Linked DNA regions of Mus musculus: all the other regions are linked to region 4. Evidence: chromatin contacts called from public Hi-C and promoter capture Hi-C data. All regions are on one chromosome and are shown on one strand. Each heading gives the region's core, a stretch centred on a gene start, on an enhancer-like site or on the middle of the called end of the contact. The rest is flanking DNA. Distances are from core to core; before and after follow the strand shown.

Region 1 (5,874 bases), core at 1,777-4,276, 140 kb before region 4:
CTCAGAAGGCCCTAATCCCACCTAATTGAAAATTTCTCATTGTGGTTTGGAGATTCAGCTGAAATCCTTTTCCTTCTGCTAGCTTCACCACCTTCAAATAATGTTTACAAAGTACTTTGGTTTTTATAGTTATGGATACATAACTAAGAGGATCAGTTCTAGAATCTTTAGGGTGTGGTAATCTCAACACCCCTTAAAACTTGAGAACTGGAGCAGTTATAAAAGTGTTACTCAATGGTCAAGGCAAAAATGAAAGAAGAAAAAAGAAAAAGAAGAAAAAGAAGTAGGGAGGAGGGAAGAGGGAGAATGGAAAGGAAGAGGAGGGGAAAGAGGAGGAAGAAGAAGAAGAAGAAAATGAGAAGAAGGAGGAGAAGGAAGAAGAAGAAGAAGAAGAAGAAGAAGAAGAAGAAGAAGAAGAAGAAGAAGAAGAAGAAGAAGAAGAAGAAGAGGAGGAGGAAGAGGAGGAGGAGGAGGAGGAGGAGGAGGAGGAGGAGGAGAAAGAAAAGCCCATCCTTTTTGTTTCTAAGTGGGAAATGTAAGACATTATATCTCTAGCCAAGGCTTGCTCATTGTTTAGTGTGCCCTGAAACCCCAGATAATCTGGAGCCCAGAAGATCACTAAGCTTGGTTGAATTCTCTGGTTGGCTGGTTGGCTGATTTGGAGGCATTTGGACTGCAACAATGCAAAGTATACTAATTTCTCACCCAAATGGGTGTTTCCAGCCTTTCCCTATAGCCCTTTTTGTTGAAAATTGTGGTTTCTGGATTTTATCTTTTAGAATCTCATTATCCCGAATTTTAAACTTTCAGGACTGTGATGTGGGGAGATTTTGACCCAAATAGGTATTGATATGTGGGATTAAGGTGTTCAGGACTGTGTGTTTAATATCATGACTGACACTAACAATCAAATCGTATATGTTGTCCTGCTCCAGTTCCTTAGCTTTTGGGGGGTGGGGTGGGGTGGGGTTGGGTGGAGCACTGCATGCTCTTCAGTTAAGTCTTGTGTAGCTTTGATACATGCCCATCCTTGCTGCTGGCATTTTCTTACTATCTGACACTAGAATTGTTTTGGATTCTTCTTGTCTTCTTCCCATTACCTTATTGCTTTCTTTTACAAAAACTTGATGAATCTTATTTTAATACACAGACTATTATGTGTTGATGGAAATTCTATCTCAACTTGGGAATAATATAGTTGTTTGTTTTGTTTTGTTTGTGAATGTAGAGGCAATCTGTTATCCTCTGCCACCCGACTAACTTCAAAGGTTTAAATGTGTATTAGTCTAAGGGTTTGATAGTATCATTCAATATCTTTTAAATTTTATATTTGCTATTTTCTTTTATAGCCTTACTTATTAAGTATATAAAGGTTGGCGACTAACAACCTCTTGATTATTATATTTCCTTTTCTTACAAATTTAATTGATGGCTGAATGTTTTATGAGAAAGAACTGGAAAGTTAGAAACAGCTACAGCTGCAAAGGGCACTCCTTGGTCTGTGTGTTGATTGTATTTCTGTTTGGTTTCTACAGGAGAATATGACAAACAAAGCAGCTAACATGCAATATCTGTTTGTAGCCACTTCTTTGACCTTCATAGTCAGCACTGTTGATTCACTGTTGTCTTTCTTCCATAGCTACACATTCTCTCTTTTCTGCTGGGTGATTATGATAAACCCCCAGATATTTGCTCAACTCAATTCTTTACATTAATATATAAACACAGTCCCACTTGCAGTGTGAAGTGACATACCTGCCAATTTGGGGGACTAGAGCCTGCACACCTTAGACAGCTAGTAATCTACTAAACACAGTTGCTGCCACAGATGATATGTTGGTTGTCCAAACAACACTCTTCTATTACCTCCAAAGTTAATTTAATTTAAAATTTAATTATGGGTTTACGTATGTGTCTGTATGTGGTTAGGTCCCTTTGGAAATCATAACAGGGCATTGGATCCCTTGAAAGTGAATTTATAAGCAGTTATGAGGTACCCAATATGGGTGCTGGGGACAGAACTTGTACTCACAAACTTGGTTTCTTCAAGAGCAGAACCTGAAGCCATTTCTCTAGCCCCATAGCCTTTGGTTAGCTTTATATAAGTCTTTTTGAGACACAGTCTCAGTATGGATGGACGGGGACTTTCTGTGGAGACCTGGTTGGCCTAGAACTCATCTGCCTCTGCCACCTGACTAACTTCAAAGGTTTAAATGTGTAAGCTATTTCAATTTTATTGCTATTAAGTTTAGGTAGAAAATTAATGTAACACAGTCTTGAAAAGTTCTTATACCAAATTGCTTAGAAATATCTCAAAAAAAAAAAAAAGTAACACTTTCTATTGAGAAGATTTTGGAATCCTGAGTTCAAACAAGAGAACCATAGCACTTCGGACGGCAGAATCGATGCAGCCCTGCATTCCTGGTCTTTTGCACAGACAACTCTTCTCACACAGACTCCTGTTCTCACAGATGCCCTTCATGCAGACAAGCTCTGGAATTGCTTTCAAATCTTCAATCAATCTTCTTGACAATATCGAAACATGCCTAACTCACTTATAATTGTCACCATCAGAACGTAGGCGTTCGGGGAGAGTATTATGCATTTTGCTCATCAACTCCTCCTGAGCATCCTGGACAATTTTAGGCATAGTAAGAATTGTGGAAATCTGATGAACAAATGAAAAGATGATGCTAGAGACATGGCAGAAATTAATTTCTTTGGAGGAACAAATATTTACCTAGCAACTATCTGCTAGATTGTGCCAAGTTCTTTCAATATGTGCACAACCCCATTTGTACAGTGCTTACTAGTCAGCAGGAGGGGCCTTCAACCATAGCTGTTTGTGGAAAGGTTCTGTAAAATTAAAGAAAAACAAAAACAAACCTACAGATAACTAACCTACACACCAAGACCTGATTGGAAGATAAGAAAGAGCTGTGTGCTCAGACACAAGCTCTGTAATTGCTACACAGGCTTCTGTGTGAGCAGGTGGAGCGCACAGAGTGTTCACACTTTCCATGACATTTCTTCCTGTTCCCAATAAAGAAAACTGTACCAGCAGACACAGACTTAGATGTCATCCATTCAACAAACCTCCTGCCAAATTATGTTTTGAGTATGTACATGTGTCTCTCAGCAATTCTTCCTGAAGCTACACTGCTTTTACACAGGAACTATCCCAACAGATAGCTGCTGTTCTAATCACACAGCACAGGTTACACAGCCCAACCAGGCACAGTGAGTAAACAGTAGGTTAGCGATTAAAATCCAGGCAGACATACTAGCCAAGATAGGAAAAACACTCAATAAAGTCTTGATTCAGCCTTACCTGAGACACTTTTATCTCTACTACTTGGTTTAAGCTTATATGCATAATTTTTTCTTCTATGTGTAAAACATTCTTATCAGATCATAGAACATAGTTACAAACAATACAACTTATGTCTCTAAACTCGACAATACTTAAGAGCATCAGCAATACTTCTTGTTGATCTTTTCAGAAGACTGCAAGTGGAGCGAGTGACTCTATCTTAACTTCAACAATCAACATGAATTCAGGTTCCTGAGGTGCAGCAGTGCTTCTAAATGACAGATTATGAAAGACAAGGGAGTCTTGGTGATTAATCCTGTGGTTTCTGATGTCCATTAGTTCCTGGTCTTCTATAGAATACCAAATAAAAACATCAGGACAGGAAATAAGTAGCACAAAATAGAGACCATTACTGCTTTTATATGTATACCACACACCAAGTAATACCGGGAAAGTGTATGGAGGATGACCAGGGAGGCAGTCTGAGCAGCTCGCCAGTAAGCACAGGCAAACACATACACGTGTCAGAAGGAAGATAAGATATAATTATATATATAATAGGATATTATATATATATATAAATATATAAAATAATATTATATATGTATATAATTAAACATATTTAAGCACAAAAGTGCCATATTGCCCTGTTTTACACTACACAGATTAATTATAAATTCTCTGCTGAGCCCCACACTACTATATGAGGTTGGTGCTGGCAGTAGTTTTTCCCATTTTGTAGATAAGGATGTAGAGATTCAAGAAAGGAACACAAATGGCTGCTTGGCAGTGGGGTGTGTGATTCCTATGTATACACACTTCTGCTTCACTACTCGTTCTATCCTACCTGACCTTCTCTACTGCTGAGAACGTATACCGTGGTACACTAACAAAAGAAGATGCCAAAAAATAAAACTATAGCCCACTTCCTTAAACATTAATTAATTAATGGCAGTAACTGGGATAGAACAATAGCTACAAGCTATGTGGTGAGCTATTAAATGTAAAATATTTCCTATCAAGTATTTAATGTGTGACCCTTCCACCTACATCCCCAGTCCAACATGTCCCAAAGAAACTTCACCCCAGATTGCATTACTCACTGAAGGTAAGTATAGCACACTGTCTTAATAGAGCAAGTGGGAAACTAGATCCGGCATCAAATCCTCTTTACCTGGATGCTCTCAGAAATCCTGCCCCCATCTTTCTCATAGAGCTCCTACTGGGGAGTGATCACTGTGGCACTGAAAATCCAGGCACAGCTACAAACACCACTCTCTTAACAGGAAAATCCCTTCCCAATGAATTATAGACGCAGTGCATCAAACACTGTTTAATCAATGAGGTTTCAATACATTGTGAAGAATTCAGACACTGACTGATTTTTCTAACTCATTAAGCACTGACCACAGGCTTAATGGCAGATGTAAGAATGCTAACAATCTAATCCATGACAGTTTTCAGCCATGTCTTAGGGGACCACAAAGGCAATGCATCATCCATTCAGACTGCTTATTTCTTGTATCAAGAGGAAAGGCTGTCAAAGGATATGTATGGAAAAAGGTCCCTACGGTCTAAACACCCTGTTTGCTCCCCTCCTAGGAAATGGTGAGGGGCCCCCAGCAGTGTGTGCTGTCTACTGCAGGAGGCTACAGTGACTCACTGGGGCACTGCCTCCCACACTGCATGCACTACTTCATTAAACAGCCACAATAAGTTCTACTGAAGCACTTTTATGAGAAGACTCAATGAATTTCTGTTCCTGGCCAGATTCACATAGCATAGGGGAGTAGAGGAGCTAGAATTAAATCTAGGCTTACTCTAATTCACAGGCACTGTTTTCTTTACCAAGCCTTCATGTTCAGTTGAAAGAGTCAAAAATTACTTCAAAGGTTAACACTTTCTTTCAGTCCTAAAGTGATTACACGGATCCATGGGTGACTCTTGAGGGGCTCATGCCACAGCCTGTCCTGAGAATGCATGATGTCCTTTTTCAGTCCCTCCCTCTCACCCTTCCTCCCTCCTCTTTAAAAAATCCTGCTACATGGCACCCCCTGCTTTAACCAAGTAAACATAAACTTTGCTTTAAAAAAGATCATATGTATATGTAAAACTTATTAGGAAAACTTTACAAATCAATATAAGCACCTTTTAAGGCCGTATGAAATACAGAAAGCAGACAGGGAAAGATCTGGTAAGCAGACCTTTAAATTGTACAGTGAAGGTTTAAAGTTGGGGTTAGAAACCAACACATGCTCTGCTCAGCCGGCCCAGCACACAGTCCACGGTGGTAAGGAACTCCTTCCCAGTATGCTTACCCAGCGTAGCATCTGTCAGTGCTCTGAATGGCTGATCATAAGTACTACTGCAATCTTTCTCAGCACTATTAAGCAGATGGCAGCGCTAAATCCAAATGATGTCGTACATCTCCCTGGTGGACTCTGTTTTCATACTCTGCCGTTATTCTACAAGGCCTCGGTGATAAATCTCATGTATTCTCAAGAACATTAAACAGGGAACTGACAGTGGCAATTGATTTATTACCACTAGGCTGCCTTTGC
Region 2 (5,387 bases), core at 2,769-5,268, 130 kb after region 4:
ATTATTTTAGTTGCGAACCTGGCTGACCTGTGGCTGGGATTTTAGGGTCAAATACATGAAATCGCATCTACCTTCCAGTAGCACTCGTAGAAGTGATATTGTGCCTAACAGCATTGGGTGTGCTGGCCAACTCAGTCAGTACTGGACAACTACGAATACTTTACTATTACAGTGAATATAAGGCTTTAGAATAAGCTGGACTTGGGTTCAAATCTTTATTGTTTTTATTAATGTTGTTTCAAGATGTGCAATGCATTCAGGTCTGTTAAACTTCAGTTTTCCTGTCCTGACATGGAAGTAAATATTTCTTTCTCTAGTTGCTTTTGTGTTAACTGGTCTCAGAAAATGATCAGTATTCAGTGTTTTTTTTTTATTTATTTTTTTTTTGCATTATTCTGATGAGAAGCCAAGCCAAGTGCTCTGCTGTCTTACGGGCATATGTCTTATGAGCACCTGAACCACAATCATTCACTTACATAAGACAGCCTTGCTTTAGCCAGACATAATTTATCCGGAACCGTGTCTTTAAAAGCTTCTTCTCTGTTTATTTGTATTTTAGAAGATTGCATGATAAAGTATAGTGGGGAGCTTAGACCAGAAAATAAAAAGATGTTTCCCAAAAGAGAAGCAACATTTTATGTGTTTAGAAACTCATTCAGGACAAGTCACCGACAACACTGTGGTGGGATAAACCATGAGACCCCTTTCCTTTCAGCCTGTATATTTTGAAGCTTTCTGACTTTGTCCCCTAAGAAATGAAGCTATTTTCGGATAGGAATGACGTACCAAAAGATATCTTACCACACACATGAACTCTATGAGGCTCAGAGAAGAAAGCTTTCAGCAGCAGGGGTAGATAATAAGCAGCACCAGAGTAAGAAGCATTGGTATATGTGCACAAGAGCATCTATACACAGGAACTGCATTCAGGCTAAGCTATGTAATCAGATTCAGACTCTGGCCTTAATAAGCCCTGGTACTTAAATGTAGTTACAGGGTAGACTCTGACAGGAGAGACTGCCCGCATGACCAAGGTCTATCTTTCAGCACAAAGGAAAGCTCCCAATGGACCACAGAATGTGGTTCTATTACAGTAATGGAGAGTGTTTAGGAGGCAACAAAGAAGACAGTAACTCTCTTCAGTGATTGATGGGGAGGGAGAGATATTTTCTTTAGTAGTGTAGCCATGGTAATGTACGTGTGCTTCTTTTTTAAAATTATTAGATGTTTTCTTTATTTACATTTACCTGTGCTTTTTACATGAACATGGATACGGATTGTTTCCAGGATAGCATGTTAGCCTATGTCCAATCCAATTTGAAATTCTGATCTTTTAAAAAAATATCCTCTTGTTTCTCAATGTTGCTATTTCCTTCCAATAGTTTAATATATATATATATATATACTCTTTAATCACATTCATATACTTGTAAAAAATACATACCATTTTGAATACATGAATTTTAAAAATATAAATAATATTGTCCTGAAATCCATGTTCTCTTTTTATTTTACTCTTTTTCTATTCCAGTTTTCAGCAACCATACTATTTTAAGCTTATTAAGTTCAATGCCTTTTCCCATTGCATATAATTTAAAAGTGTGTAAGTACTGTATTATATGAATCCATTTCCTTAGTAATAGGCATTTGGTTTGGCTTCAGCTTCCCATTAGCACAAAATTGCTGATCGGTCATGTGGAAAAGGCATGTTGAATTTTGATAAATATTTCAATAGTTTTAAATCATGATTAAATTTTAAAAACAAAAATCTGTTTCTTTCTACCAGCAACAACCAAACCTCAAATTCAATATATGCATGAAATGGGGAAGGCTTATGGGTTGAGTCCAGTGGGAAATCCTGTTTAGTGGGGGAACCTTAACTCATCTATTGTTATAACCCTCATCTTCACAGCTGATACCTTTTGCTGAACTTGGCTGTAGAACTAATCTCTGGAGGAATATCCAGTTCCAACCAGTCCTCTTCTGAGGAGAGCTGTTCTTCTCCATTTATGACAGACATTGTGTGTTCCATTGCCTCAGAGCTTCAAATACTGGAAAAGCTAAGCAAGTCCTTACTCCTTTATCCTATAAACATTTATTCAATAACTAGCACATGTCAGACACTTCTCCAGTGCTGGGGATGCCAGATGAATAGGCACGGTACTTCCTGGTATAATCTGACATATGTGTAAACAAAAAGCTACAAGAGTAGACATGTTGACAGACAGAGTGGTACACGATGAATCACAAAAGAGGCATCAGTTAGGAAGGGAAGTACAAGCACCCTTTTCTCCCCATGAGATTCAGACCTTTTGGGAGAGCACATCTATGTTTTTCTTGTCCATCATTGTACCTGATACAGATGTTGATACACAGTATAGTATATGTTATCCCTAATGGATACATGAAATGAACTCTTGAAGACAATGATGTATTTACACATCAGGAGGCCATTTCAACCTAAAAAATGGGAATCTGAGGGGGGTGGGGCTTCCAGATTTCCTGAGGTTTAAAGCTGGGAAGACTGCAAAGGAACATAACATGTGCTATTTTAAGGTGGGCAGATTTTAACCTTTGGACAATAGTGCCTATGAAAACAAAATTTAACCCAGGAAGGGAAATGATCAAATCTGCATTTTAGAAGTAAGCATGGAGAAGGAATGATGTGTCTATAGGAGGAAACGCAACAAAATGATGTAGGAAGACAACTTATGGTGTCTTGTAATTGTGGCATCATCAAAAAAAAGTTAGAAACGGTGTGAATCATTGGCTAGACTTTGAGTGTAAGTAGCCAGGGGTCTCTTGGTTCTTGAACACAGTAGAAGGTGTCTACTTGTGACTGTGAACAGAACAATGGGGCAAAGATAAAGCTTGTCTTCTCATGGAAGTTCTTACCTAGTCCAGCTTTGTCACTAAATAGCAGATGTCAACGAAGGCCTGTGACAGAAACACCAGGAGCTTAAGTCCAATGACCAGATATCCAGTGGAGGTTCTCTATAAGTCATCTTCCAGTAGGAGGCAGGAGATGGGGACACTGTCCTGAAGGAGTGAGAGAAAGGGAAGTGAGGCTCTGTCTCCATTTTCACAGTAACAAACAGCACATTTCATTCAGAAGTTAATGAGTCCACCACGCCAAGAGCATGTGTTTACAAAAGAGCTAGCAAAATCTGGAGCTTTGCGACTTCACAGGGCGGGTCCTAAGGATCTTCCTTAAAAGCAGGCAAAGGCACTTGGGCTCTGTTCTAGAGGCAGGAGCTGCCATGGGATGAAGAGAGAAGTCATGTGACCAGATTTGCTTCCTGTGAAAAGATACTTTTGTTACTGTATTCATAGGAGCTGATAATCAATTTTCCATGGAGAAAAGGAGATGAAAATTAAACATGAGGACTGTTTTGAGCAGAAGTAACTGGAGGATGGCTCCAGTGTCCTCCTTTAAAGAGGCATAGAGAAGATGTCAAAGTCTATTGAGCCATGTCCCCCTTCCTTTTTTCCTCCTCCTTCCTTCCCTGCCTCCCTCCCTCCCTCCCTCCCTCCCTCCCTCCCTCCCTCCCTCCCCTCTCTCTCTCTTTCTCTCTCTGTGTCATGAGAGAGAGAGAGAGAGAGAGAGAGAGTGTGTGTGTGTGTGTGTGTGTGTGTAATGAGTGTCACAATATCTAGTTGAAGTAATTTTGAATGTAAGATGGCCTGAATCAGGAACTGTGAGCTCTTGGGATAATGTCATAGCTGGACCAATGAAAATGGATAGAACCAGCTAATCTAAATGAACCAATAATTTAGGAAAGATGGGCTGGTTTTACCGCTAAGCCCAGAGAGGATTCTAGTCTTCTTGGCCTTGAGCTTGCTCTCAGTTGCATGTTCTGGTCCTTTCTTATGGAGAATGGTAATTTTCCTTTCCTAAATATTGGTGCCAATATGGGGGAAGGAAGAGATGTGTGAACAGAGGATGTAACTTGGTGGGAAATTTGTATTTTTTCACAATGTTCTAGGAGACGAGATAGAGAGATTACATCATTTTCTAAGACATAACAGTAATTCCTGCCAGATCCAAGCCTGTAAGCAAGCCCAGATGCTCCAGTGGAGTACTGTCCAGATCAGTGCTTTCTGCCATGCCCCCTTCCATTGATTTAGGGTTGATGGTGGGAAATGCAGGGGGAAATGGTTCAAAGGATACTCATAGGTAAATAGCATGACTAAGGTTCTGGGAAGAAAGTGCTAGAGAAAGTTTGCATCTTGGCTCTACTTCTTGCTTTTTTAGTATGACTCAGTTTTGATGAGAAATAAAGCGTTTTGGCTGATCCTCAAGAACAGAGCCTGTTGTTGATATGGATTAGGGACTACATGCTCTTCTTTGCTCCAAAGCCCCGCTGTCCTCTCTTCCAGCATCCTTATGTGCTGCTCAGGAAGGAACAGCAAACCCAGCATGGGTGTGTCCGCTCTGTCCTGTGTCTGCAACAGCAGAGCCACCTGCAGGGGGCCAGATCTGCCAGCCTGTCACCAGGAAGAGAAAACCTCTTCACAAAGAGTGAATGTGTACGTCTTTCTACTCAGAAGTTCTTGCTTCATTAACTGAGCTTTTGGGGGGTTTATGATGAATGTGGCCACACCTGAAGTCAGAGGTGTGGTTTCTTATTCTCCAAATTGTGTCACAGTTGAATATCTGCTCACAACAGCATACAGAGGCCAGAATCAAGAAGAAATTTCACGTTGTAACTTTCATGCTTAGATTTTGAAAATTCTGTTACCCCCCCCCTCACAAATTCCATTGCAACAGGCATCAGATGTGGCTTGGCATCAAGGTTTTATGACTCTTCAAACCCTGGTTAAAAAGGTGTTTCTCAAACTTTAATTTGCACTGGAGTCAGCTGGGCAGCATATAAAAATAATGCTTCCAATTTGGTGGGCCTAGGGCTAGCCTGGGATTATTAATTTTTACAAGCTTCTGTATGATGCTGATGTGGCTGATCTGAAGACATGCCAAGCAGTGAGACTCTAGACTACTGCCAAATCTTTGCCTGCTCAGAGAATGAGTTCAAGTCTCAGTTACAAAGCCCCTTGGTCCTCAAAGACCTTATTGACATCTTACAGCATTCTCCTGACCTCTACAAAAAGGTCCCTACCCTTTTCCTGCCACTCTCAGGCTCTTGAAGTCTCTATGTGTTTCCTCTTTCTTTGGAAGCCCTTGTGGTGTGCACAGAATAATTTGGGGAAGAAAGGAGTCTGGCTTAGCTGTTCCACTTCTGCTTTATATTTCTTCATTGTTATTATGGATATTTTACTGTACCTGTCTTTCTTCAATAGAGTATAAACTCCAAAAGAAAAGGCTTTAAATAAGTGTGTGTGTGTGTGTGTGTGTGTGTGTGTGTGTGTGTGTGAATGTGTGTGTATAG
Region 3 (5,774 bases), core at 3,199-5,698, 230 kb after region 4:
GACCATGGAGTGCTTATCCTGAAATTGGACTTTCATGTCATAGCCCTCACCCCAAGACTCAACCATATGTAGAACAAAGAGGCAGAAAGAATGTAAGAACTAGATTTGGTGGAAAACATTTTTTAAAAGGTGTTTTCCAGATACAACAGGGAAGATGTACATTTGAACTCATAGCAATTAGGACAGTGTGTACTAGACATACACAAGCTCCAGCTGGACAAAACTCCAACAGAGTAGGTGGATGTGGAGATATTGGCATTTGATAGCTTCGAGGAGAGGCATAGCCTATTTTCTTTAATGATGTAACCCCCTGCCCCATAGGCTCACCACACACCAGAGCAGGCCCTAAGTCCAATACAAGCTGGCAACACAAACTAGACTCAGTGGAGGAAAGAAGAAGTTGTCTCAAAGTTGGTGGAAAGGAATGGAATGGTTCTGGGGGTGATAAGAAAGGAAGGTGAGGGCATGACTATGTTCAAATATAATGAATAAATCCTCAAAAAAAATAATAAAGACTATTGGGAGCTGAAGATAAAGTAACAGACTGAGTTCAGCCTCTGGAGTCCACGTGATAGAAGGAGAGAATGAACTTCCACAAGTGGTTCTCAGATCTACACACACACACACACACACACACACACACACACCAGTACTAGAAGGCACTGACTGTAAAAGGATTCAATAGGATCATAATACTTGTTTACATCTACACGACCAGTAGAGTGAGACTATTGTTATAAATTCTGTGTTAAGATTATGAAAATCTGCAACAATTAAAGTCAACTTGCACATACTATTTTACTTCAACACCTACATTAAACATAGTAATTAAGGAAAGAATTCATGGTTGGTACTGTAAACCCAGCCAACTATTCATGACTGGAGGCATCATAGGTCCTAGAGGAAAACCTACTACTGCCACTAAACCAGTATTATTTCTACCCATGTTCTAAATGCTTAGCCTTATATTCAAAGATACAGGGACTCTCACCTCTCGTCAGTTTTTCAAAAGACAGAAACTATTACAGAGATCAATAACAGATCACATTGCAGAGAGTAATGATGGTGTGTTGCCTACCTCCAGTCCATACATCTACAACACAAACCCTATACCTAAGGCTTTGGGAACACTGTGGAAGAATAACTGGAAGACTCAAAGAACACTCTTACTGGCTGCAAAATGGTCTTCTAGACAAAAGCATGGTGCACAAGTGGATCTCAACAGTATGAATACTTTCACAAGAATTTCATAATGATATCAGTGTATATACCAACATGGGTGAGGGAACTTTCACAAGGCTCTACCCCTGCATAATGAGCTATAGGCAGCCAATGTCTGCAGAGGAAGAGAGAATCCAAGAACAAGCTGGCAGGTTATGCAATCTCAAGGGATAAACCCCAAATATACACATGACTGGATATATAAGTGTATGTGTATGTGTATGTGTATATGTATATATATATGTATACACACACACACACACACACACACACACACACACATAATATTCCCATTGACTCCAGTTTGTGTGTATGTACATATAACCATTTCTAGAACCAAGAAAAAAAAACTCTAATACTCTGGCAGAAAACAAAAACCTTGGGCTTCTGTGTTCTTTTGCTCTGTTGCTAATCTTTTCACTAGTGGGCATGAGAAGTTATACCCATAGAGCCTATGGAGATGTTAAAATACATCAGTACTTATTTAGGCCAACATTTCTAATGTATAAAGTCTCTAGATCCACTTATATGGTCTCTTTCTTTTGCATCTAAGCTATCATTGGAGTGATTGAGGTTAACCAGCTGACTATTAGATGAGCTGTTACATTGACTGTGATGGATAATACTGATTGTTACCTTGATGGATTGAGAAACACATAGAAGATTAGTGAATCTCACCTCTAGGTGTGTCTCTGAGGGTGTTTCCATTAGAGCATAAGGACTGGTATAATAAATGATTTAATCCACTGATAGATTCAGACCTTGAATAGATTATTGAGGGGTGGTGGAACTGTGGAAGGGAGAGCCCAGGCAGAGGGAGCAGGTTCCTGATGCATGCTTTATAGAAATCTATCTTGGCCCTGAGCTCTTTCTACTTCGTCTCTCTCTCTCTGTTTCCTGCCTGCTATGAGATAAGCATTCCTCACCATCACATACTTTTGTTATCACATTCTGCCTTGTGTTTGTCCCAAAGCAACGTCTCCATCTGACGTTAGACTGAGTCTTCTGAAGCCATGTCTGAAATAAATCTTTCCTTTTGTCAGTTGCCTTTCCCAAGTGTTTGGCCATAGTCACAGCCCCTGACTGATATAAGGTGTGTCACCTAAGATGGATAGTAGGATGGTTATTATTAAATGTCAGCTTAGATGGATCTAGAATCACCTAGGAGAGACCTCTGGGCATGCATGTGAGGGATGATCTAGATTAACTTAGGTTCCAGGATGTCTGGAGGATTGTCTAGATTAAGTGAATTGAAGTGAGAAGGCCTACCTTGACCCATGCATATGCTTGGATGCTTGACTGCTATACTGGAAGAAGCCTATGCATACCAGCATTAATTTCTTGCTGCTTCCTGCCTGTGCATGCAATGTGATGTAATGTGACACAATGACTCAAGCTCCTGCCACCATTACTTCCCTCCTGTGACATACTTACCGTATACCTCGAACTGTGAGCTTTCTTATCCTCAGTTCTCAGGCCTTCGGATACTACTTGTTGATTATACGCACATATACGTGTTTAAAACACCTCCACACATGTGCACATACAGTATTACAAACACAAACATACAGTATACAGTCACAAATATCCACCTCTTGTTTTCAGTTCCAAGCCTTGGCCCTTCTTGTCCCTCTTACACGGACTCTCTTTCTGTCACTTTCTATAAGAGAATTCCTCATCATCATGCTCTAAGGCCTCTCTCATGAGCCACCTTGCCAGGAAGCTTGCCTTGATAATTTCCCTGCCGTGTCTTCTGCAGGAGTGGGGAGTCGAAATCTTTGAACAGCAGTTTTATGACACAGGTGCTCTGAGGTCACCTCAAATGATGGGAAAAGTGCAGATGACTGATATAGAAATATGAGTCAGCCTTACATTAGAGACAATCTGCCCTTCAACAGCTCCCTATACCCTGTAGGAAGAAACCAAGCCTTTAGCTTGAAGACTCTTTTAACATTCCAAGACTACTGTAACAAGGTGCCATGAACTACATGGCTTAAGAGAACAGAAGTACATTCTGATACCATTGTGGAGGCTGGGAGTGAGAAATGGAGGTGTTGGTAGAAATGTTGCTCCTCTAAATCCCGCAGGGGCAGCACTATCATATACGCTTGTCCTTTGATTTCTAGGCATTGCCTGCAACTCTTGCTATTTATTCCTTATAACTCTGTCATTCTGACCCCCTGCCTCTGTCTTCATGTAGCATTCTCTTGCCGGTTGTTTTTTCCCATAGTGACATTTGTCACTGATTTTAAGACCAAATCTAACCCAATACGATTAAGCACTTATATTCACCAAGACCCCAGTTCTAGATAATATCACAATCTGGGCTGCTGGGTGAGCATGAAATTCTATTGAACACTCATCTACCCAGTATGGAAATGGAGGATATAAGGATCCTGTGTGCTCCCTGTTCTATGTGTGCTGCATGTCCATCAGTGTCTTGGCTTTCCAGGATGGATACATTGGCTGACTTGAAAAATCCATGTGTCTTATACTGTGGTGTCTTGAGGGTCAAATCAATTTGGGTTTTATTTCTCATTGCTGTTTTTTCATTTTTTACTATTCAAAGTGTAACATAGGGTCAGATCCATGACTAGTGCCCAACAAATGCATGCAGAATTTGATTTTTGCAAGAATGGATAGAATCCACACTTGAGGATCAAGCTCCCATCCTGCGACTTTCCCACTGGGGTAGATGTGGGTACTATGTTCTCTCTGTAACTCATGTGCCCCGTGGCCATATGGTAGCTATTTGTCTGCTCTGACCATGATTTCCCATATAAATAAGGGACCTAGGCTGGAGTACCAGCCTCCATTTTCTGATTTCTATTATCTTAAAAATCACATGGGCTACACTCAGGTAGAACGAAGGTTATTAAGAGGTATGCATCAAAGGCTATTTAGGGCAGTTTCCCTGAAGTGCATCAAACAACTTCAATTCACCACCATGAACATTTTCTCCTTTAAACAGATGTGCCTGCTGCTCCTGCGAGAAGCCTTTCCCCAGTCTGCCTGGCAGGCAGTCAGCGTGGTGTGGAAATTCCTCTGGTGAAGATTGCCAGGGATGCCAGAGAGCAACAATAAACACAGTCTTTTCACTCAGACCCTTCATTTAGATCTGCTTTCTCTTTGAATCTCAATCAGCTGCAGAGGGCTTTGGGTACCTCGCTGAGGAGGTGTTTGGCAAATCATGAAAGGGCAAGGGCTCCCCAGAGAGGATATTTTCCCTCATATCAGAACCTTTCAAAACAGCAGGAGGAGTGAGCAATGGTGAGCAGGCTTCCAATCAGCTCCTCTCCCACAGAGAGGAAGAGGGGACAGAATTCTCACCTTCAGGCTCTGTGAATTTTCACTTTGGAGAATGCCTGCTTCTTTCTGAAAGACGGCAGGACTTAGAAATCATACTTCTCTGGAAACCTTCCATCACCACACCCAACATCCCTGGCAGGGTGCCCCTTCTTCTCTGTTGCCACAGTCCCTTCAGCTTGTTTTCTTGACAGTATTTCTATACTAAGCTATTTGCCCCTAGGCTTCAACACCCTTCCCTTTACACATGTGAGGTATATAGTTTCTCTTTGTCCTTCTGGGTCATTTTCTATGCGTTGCTGTCTTGATGTCTCCTGAAGAGGTCTTAGGACTATGTTGGACAAGAAGGTAGTTCATTGGGCAGGTGATCTCAGGAAGTATATATGAGGAACAGGAGATGTGAGTAGTGAGCTGGAAGAAGGCAGCAAGAACGTGTACTGAGATCTGGACCCATGCAAGCCTCTGCAAGTGAGATGCAGAGACACAGCGTGTATCTTTGATATACACTCTTGGGTTTGGCAGTTGACTTTGGGCCATTAAATATTCTGCATGTTGTCCTACATAATAGGCAGATGAGTAGCCTAGATGTGGTGAGAAAATGTCCTGTGGCCAAGAAGCAGATGGAGAAAGCTCCTTTACAATGCAGGTATACTAATGAAGTGGGTTGAGGAAGTTCAGGGTAAGGGTGTCTATAACATACTTCTCATCCAGTTATCTCCCTGGTATGTTTCCCTCTGTGGACTGTATTAAGGACTGCTCCTAGTTTTCCTGGCTAGTTTTCCCTGGGCTCCATCAACAAGAACATGCAGAGGACAACAGAAGATGTTTCAAAAAGTGACACTGGGTAATTCATCTCCCTGGTTTGGTCTCTGCAGTGGCACTGCCATGTGTCCCTGCATCAGAGTCATTTTACCTGCACTGTCTTTTTCACACTGCTTTCTTTCTCTGGAAACTGGTATCTTCTCCCTCAGACCTTCTGACTTAAGAAATGTAATACCTCCTGTCTTTCCCCAGCTCCAGGCTACTGTATCCTTCCTGGGTTTCCCTGTAAGTAGGTGTATTTATAAGTAAGGTTTTTATTTCCCCGAAACATCCATCTGTTTTGGTCACTTTTTATATGGCTATGACAAGAAGCAAGTTATGGAAGAAAGATTCTGTTTTCCTCATGATTTGTGGGGATACAGTTCCTTGTGGTCTCGAAGACATACTGTCAGGGGTGACTTGTCTCTACTGGGAGCTTCCTTTGC
Region 4 (6,157 bases), core at 1,194-3,693:
CCCTTGTAATGTTGGAGTTACGTAACCGACCATAATTAATATTTCAAATGACAGAGCACCGTGTTCTGGGTATCAGGCTCCATCTCAAGTGATGCAAAAGCTCACAGTAACAGAAGCACTCTGGCAGCAGAGCATCCTTCGCCGTTAAGAAATGTACTTCTTACAAGAATTACAGTCCGGATGAAAAGCAAGGCAACCGAGTTCAAAGCCAAACAAGCCAAAAAAAAACAAAAAAACAAAAAAACAAAAACCACCTCCCACAGTGTCTGGTTCAAGGAATGGAGCCACTACTAACGCCAGCAGACACAGGAACCGATGGAACTGTGAGCATCTGAACAGCACACGGTACGACAACACGACACAGGAAAACAACCCAGACTTTTAAAAGAACTCCTTACCCTTTGAAACCAGTCTCAAACTTGGGAGTCCGACCCAAGTTTGACTTGGTCTCTTCACCCGGAAAAAACGTACTTGGTTCTGACCATTTCTAATCCGCTGATCTCACACGTTGTACAAAGAAATTTCTTACAGAGATGAGAGCCCAGCAAGAAGCCAAAGCTAGACATAAAGATCGGGAGTGGGTAGTACAAACCTAACTGCAGGGACCTAACTACAAGACTGCTCAGAAGGACCGGGCAGCAAAACTTAAAATTCCTTTCCACTAATTTAAGACTGAACAACGCCCATGACTTTTTTCACAAGCTCCGGTATATTAAAGAAATCAAAATAAGCATGCCACTAACCATTAACGGGAGAGGCTGGCAAGCATATTTCTGTTCAAAGAAGCTTCACTTCTTGGAGAAAGTAATTCTCTCCACACCACCCCCACAGGAGGACAACAGCCTAATCCTGACAACTGTCTACAATAGGCAAGTAACAGAGGTCGTGGTTCTAAAACATAGGTGTCTACACACAAATAGAATATGTCTGCCTCATCTTTCTCTCCCAACAATAAGAGTCAGGACCAGCGCTGTGAACAGCATACCCCCAATAGGATCCACTAGACAAAGTGATTCATAAAAATGGTTACAGATCTGACCAGATAATGTTTCTGTCATATCCCTTAAAAAGAAGTATGGAAAAGGAGAGGGGTGAAAAAAAAAAAAAAAAAGAACCAGAGGTTCCCAGACCATCTTCCTCTGAAACATGAACCATGCTGGACCCGGGTGTCGCAGATAGATCCGGTAAAGGCAGGCTTCATTTACCTTCCATCCCAACAGATGATTCAGGAAGCCAGAGGAGAAGTAAACCTGAAGAATACTGTCCTGGGTAGGCGTGCCTCCATAAACCCCAGTGTCCCTGTCCTTGGCACTTCCCGGTTCCTTTTACCACCCGCGCTGGTTGGAGGAGTGTGAAAAATGGCACAGGCGGGTGGATCGTTTGGCAATGTGTTCAACCCTAAGCCTGACACCAATGAGGGTCACCCGACCAGCTTGTCTCAAGAAGAGAAAAGAGCGAGCAAGAACTGGCTCTCTGGCGGGCCTCCTCTACCAAACTGAGACCTTCAAGGGCCGCCTGCCTGCCAGGCTGGCATGAGTGCCCGCCCCCAGGAACAGCAAACTGCCCAGCCGGCGGCCGCCTAGGCACACACAGAAAAACCGTGGGAGAGAAGCTGGGCTCCTCCCTCGGGGCCGCTGGAGTCCTCCCCTCTATCGTGCTTGGAGGATCTGACCCTAAACCTCTTCCAAGGTCCCCAAACTTCACTAACAAACCAAGCACCTGTTCCCTTCACCTCCTGCGCAGCAGATTCGCCCAAGCCCATCCTTATCCCTGATGCGCTTTCTTGCAGCTCCTTAGATACCCCAAACACCCCAGGTCCCAGGGCGTCCCACTCTCTTTCTCTCTGGTGGACTCATCCAGGACCAGTCCAGACACAGGCTCCTACACGCTCTCTGTCCTCCTCCCAGAAGTTTCCCCTGGGTCCACCAGGGTCCCCAAGGAAGAGACTCCAGTCCCTTGCTGATGTCGGGCCTCCTCCCTCCTCTCCGGAGCCGGCTACGCGGGTGCCGTTAACGGCCGCCGAGCTCACCTCGGTTCACCAAGCGCAGGGCGTGCGTGAAGGAGGGGTCCAGAGAGTCCTTCTCCGCCATCAGCTCCGGCAGGTACTTCTCCTCCATGCTCGCCGGCCGCCGGGCCCGCTTCTCCGCCCCGCGGCGCGCGCGCGCCAGCCGCCCCGCAGCCCGAGCCGCCCGCCCCCGGCGGCGCGGACCCCGCCAGGCGCCTCGGCGGCTAAGCCGGGCGGGCGGCCGGGCGGCGGCGGCGGCTCGGGGCGGGCGGCGGCCGCTCAGCCCGGCCCCGTGGAGCCCCAGATCACCGCGCTGCGGGCCGCGGGCTGCAAGGCGGCGGGATGAGCGAAGAGAGCGGGCTGGAAAGCCGAGGAGCGCTGGCCAGTCTTGCTCGCCGGCTGCGACGATGCCTTGCTCTGCCACGACCCGCCCCGCGCGCCACCCCGCGCGCTCTGAGCCGCCGCGCAGTGCCCCGCGCCCTCCCCGCCCCGCCCGCCGCGCCTGCGCGCTATGCTGACCGCCCGGCGCGCGCCGCCTCGTGGGGGCACTGGGACTGCGCGGGCCCGCAGCGGGGACATTGTAGGGGCGCTTCCGGTCCCTAGATCAGGGGTCTCCATCCAGGGCTCCCCGATGAGCGTCTGTAAGCTGTCCAGCATTGCCTTGTATGTGCAGTCTGGGAAACTGAGGCTCATGGGTCAAGTGGCGCGTCCAAGGTCACCCGTCCTAGCCAGAAGGGACAAGGGCAGAGCCTTTGGAGCCCAGGTTCATACTGCCAGGCTCTGGGAACAGGCAGTGCGACCAGACTCCTGGTTTGCCAAAGCACCACGAACTTGCCCAACTTAGGTCGCTTTGCTGTCCGCTGCTATTTGTACGAAAATACCGCCGGGCAGGACTTAAAACGCCAGCCTCCTGAGACCCTTGGCGCAGAAGTCGGTTACATAAAAGCGCCTGCCCTTCAGACTGTCTTTGTCTTCCGAGACTTGCTCCGTGTTGCCCTTCTCCTTATATGGTGGTGTCTGGACGTGGATGAATGAGTCTCTCTAAACTGTCTCCAGTAGGGAACCTACCACACCACGCATGGTGGTGATGTCTTCTGTCGCCCTCCGACAGGCAACCAGACCCCAGCAAATGCTCTCCTAGGCTCCTTTTAGATCCTCTGAGGTGTGTGGAATAAATGTCTCACACTAGACCAAGGACTCCTGAGTCCCTGTTCAGAGGATATCATAACCCCAACCTCGATAACCAGAGTCCCTTGACAGTGCTCAAGACTTCCCTAGAAAAACCTTAATTGCTTCGTTTTTTTCCTCTCCCTGTACTCTAAAGCCCTTCACAGAACTACAACTCCGCTTTCACTAGCCTAGGGCTATCTTGGGGAACAGCAAATTTTGTCTGAGGGAGAGGTCTCTAACACCTGTTGTCAGGGACGGATGTGGAGAGAGCGCCAGAACAGTGTGCTGAAGGAATCCCCCAAGCACCTGATCCCTTTTCCAGCCTTGTGTGGACTTGGTTGCAGGTTAGGTACTACTGTAGCGTCCCCGACAACAACCTCCCCCTTGTCTCTCTTTAGTCAGAACTGGCAAGTGGCAGTAAAATACAGTGGTTAACTAGTTCTGACCTTTTAGCAAACTTAGGTCATTTGTGCCTCAGTCTCTTCATCTATCCTATGGAGATGAGAAAAGATTATTTCTTAGGAACCTCATAAGGATGTACTATTTCACAATCACCAGGCACAAAATGAAAGCCAGACTGTTCTGTGGCAGTCTCCCTCGCATGGCTGCTTTCTGAGGCAGAAGCTTCGAAAGGCAGCAGGCAACACCATCTGTGTGCTCCTTGATGCTGAAGACAGAGCACAACCCCAGCAGAGCAAGCTCATAAGGGTAGATCCTGCTTCTGACCCTGAGCCCCATGCCGGTCTGGCCATGCAGTGTGGCCCAAGTCTGAGCCTCACATCTGGCCCCCCAAGAACTATGTTATGTCAGCAGTCCCTGACATAACATAGTTCTTGGGGGGCCAGATGTGAGGCAGTTGGGGAGTTCTTAAGGGAAGGTTTTTCTCCCTTTACATCTAAATAGAAGCACATGCCTCTTGCTCTAGTCTCCCTAGACTTGAATTCCAGGGATCCTCTGACAAACACTACTGAGGAGAAGAGGCAGGCAGAGTGCCTGGTGAAACAGCGCTCCCTGCCCCGTGTCTTCCATTTTCTGCCTCGGTAGTAGTCTAAACTTTCACTGATGAGTATCTTTATTAAGCAGTTACTAATTATCTTTATTAAGCATTTACTAATTATCTTTATTATGAGCATTTACTAAGTGCCAAGCTGCTCTGGCAGCTTTATACATCGTCCTCTTGATACCTGCAGGAAAGATTCAGTTTATCACCATTTACTCATCAAGAAATCTCCAAGGCTGAGGAATTTTATACTTTGCCAACTGTGCCACCACTGGCAAGCTGAGATTCCAGGCCCTCCTAGTCTGAACCCTTCCCACACCTAACCCTTTCCCGGGTAGTGATCTGAGCCTGATTAGATCTCTGTCCCTCCTCCAGTGGTGCTTTTGGCAGAGATGTCCCGCCAGCAGCTGGGGAGGAGGACTGTGTACCATGAGGCCTACAACAGAGATGCTAACGCGCCTGCTCTGGACCCTCCTCCTCACAGAACTCTCCAAGTGGGCAGGTGCCCAGCCCTGTGAGTGCTCATGCTGGGTCCTCTAGGGGAGAAGACTGATGTTCCTGTAAGAGGCTCAGAAAATCGTCCCCACCCACCAGTCTGGCTGGACCATAAGATCCAGGGCAGGGCACCACCTCCATGTTTTGCTGGCTACTCTGCTGTTCTTCATGAAGTTACCATCCCATGGGTGATGGGTCTTGGAGAAAGTAATAGCTCCCCTGCAGACATCAGCCGGCAGTGATATAAATTCAAGCCTTTGGGATTCTAGGCCAGAGATCTCTCTAGAATACCCTGCTCTGGCCAAGCACTTCCTGTGGACTGAGACTGCTCTGGATTTAGAAGCAAAAGATGTCTTCTCCAATGGCACCTCTGGACAAGGGCACAAGGGCACTGTTGGCTTTACACAAGGCTTTACATCTCCTGTCCACACTCCATGGAGTCCCTCAGCTGGCATAAGGGAACATAACTACCTTTCCAAGTCATTGTCTTGACTCTCAGTCCCAGAGATGCAAGGAGTATCTCCCAAGCCACTGTTACCCATCATTCCAGGCTACCAGAAGGAGCACAGCCAAGTCTCTGCAACCCCAGAGGGATAGTTGTCATTTTATAATCTCCGCCGACTTCCAGGCCTTCTTTCCCAGGGAGAGACAGACCCTTGGCCTCTGACATCAGCTCCAGTGAATCACACACACTGCTGCTGTGCCTGACACCATCAGGGCATGCTCCAATCACAGCCAGTGTCTGTGAGCTAGTTTTCTTCTATATAAGGATTGCTACCCACATTACAAACTTCCCTTTGAATGTGTAAGAGATATGAGCCCTATGTTACATTCTCATGAGTGGAAAAGTTCAAATCTCATTCTGGCCCCCATATCCCTTACTTACTAGCTACCAATCTTTCCCCAGCAAGCATTATCTCTGAGCACCGGGAAAGGGTCAGTTAAGATTTATACCTCACTAACCTCCACATAGACACAGCATTAATGCTTTCTGACTCCTCCTTCTCTCTACACCAGTGTTATTTATGCTCTTGTTCATGCTCACCACACTGAGTCTTTGTCTTCTGTGTCCTTGGAGCCTTCTCAGCTCCTTAGCCCAGCGTCTGGTTGAGCAGTCAGGTCAATGCAAGCAGTCATGTATTCAGGGATCACTCCTTAAAAATAAATTCTCTAACATCACTGTTACTCCAATCTTCGAGACAGTGGCTTTGTTATGTAAGGGGGACACCAAAAGATGGCATAGCCTCACCTAGAAATCCATCATGAGCATGTTACAGCAAAAGACACCAAGAAGATCCACTCTGGGCTCTGACTCCAGTTTTTGCCATAGAAAACAGGTTACACAAGCTTAGACTGTGTGGCTGGAAGGGTAGAAAGCAACCCTGGAAGGAAAGGAGACACTTTGGAAGGCAGGAGTCACAATGTTCAGAGCACATCCACAGATCAGGAGTGACTCCACGAGGCCCCTACTCAATGCAGAAGACAGC

What was found. Promoter capture Hi-C pulls out the DNA fragments that hold promoters and counts their contacts. Hi-C and Micro-C count contacts between places; a contact is called where the count stands out from the background.
Region 1: a promoter capture Hi-C map of liver shows a contact between it and region 4. The contact joins the enhancer-like site here to the promoter of Khdrbs3 in region 4. A contact is called at or near these places in 1 of 39 promoter capture datasets (liver), 3 of 484 Hi-C or Micro-C datasets (muscle stem cells, nephron progenitors and uterus), 2 of 115 datasets of contacts at active chromatin or transcription factors (both in embryonic stem cells) and 2 of 9 other capture datasets (adipose tissue and pancreatic islet).
Region 2: a Hi-C map of cerebral cortex shows a contact between it and region 4, with 5 times the contacts expected there. The contact joins the enhancer-like site here to the promoter of Khdrbs3 in region 4. A contact is called at or near these places in 1 of 39 promoter capture datasets (hippocampal neurons), 9 of 484 Hi-C or Micro-C datasets (cerebral cortex, cortical neurons, hippocampal excitatory neurons and 1 more), 1 of 115 datasets of contacts at active chromatin or transcription factors (neural progenitor cells) and 1 of 9 other capture datasets (adipose tissue).
Region 3: a Hi-C map of cerebral cortex shows a contact between it and region 4, with 4 times the contacts expected there. The contact joins the enhancer-like site here to the promoter of Khdrbs3 in region 4. A contact is called at or near these places in 1 of 39 promoter capture datasets (the HPC-7 cell line), 2 of 484 Hi-C or Micro-C datasets (cerebral cortex and cortical neurons) and 2 of 115 datasets of contacts at active chromatin or transcription factors (neural progenitor cells and neural tube).

The regions. Positions count from the first base shown.
Region 1 is chr15:69,064,498-69,070,371 of GRCm38.p6, reverse strand. The region is part of intron 7 of Khdrbs3 (KH domain containing, RNA binding, signal transduction associated 3); the gene reads right to left. Among named protein-coding and RNA genes, the nearest start is that of Gm31550, 50 kb to the right of the region's middle. Within about 2 kb of position 3,026, at least 5 of the 459 cell types and tissues checked have an H3K27ac peak or open chromatin away from gene starts, as enhancers often do. A contact at or near this core is called in liver and pancreatic islet, where this site is marked.
Region 2 is chr15:68,794,377-68,799,763 of GRCm38.p6, reverse strand. No RefSeq gene overlaps it. Among named protein-coding and RNA genes, the nearest start is that of Gm49415, 42 kb to the right of the region's middle. Within about 2 kb of position 4,018, at least 12 of the 459 cell types and tissues checked have an H3K27ac peak or open chromatin away from gene starts, as enhancers often do. A contact at or near this core is called in adipose tissue, cerebral cortex, hippocampal neurons and 1 more, where this site is marked.
Region 3 is chr15:68,693,930-68,699,703 of GRCm38.p6, reverse strand. No RefSeq gene overlaps it. Among named protein-coding and RNA genes, the nearest start is that of Gm25987, 25 kb to the right of the region's middle. Within about 2 kb of position 4,448, at least 6 of the 459 cell types and tissues checked have an H3K27ac peak or open chromatin away from gene starts, as enhancers often do. A contact at or near this core is called in cerebral cortex and cortical neurons, where this site is marked.
Region 4 is chr15:68,924,706-68,930,862 of GRCm38.p6, reverse strand. It overlaps Khdrbs3 (KH domain containing, RNA binding, signal transduction associated 3), which reads right to left and starts at 2,443. Exons shown (of 9, transcript NM_010158.2): 1 at 2,030-2,443. The coding sequence starts at 2,117.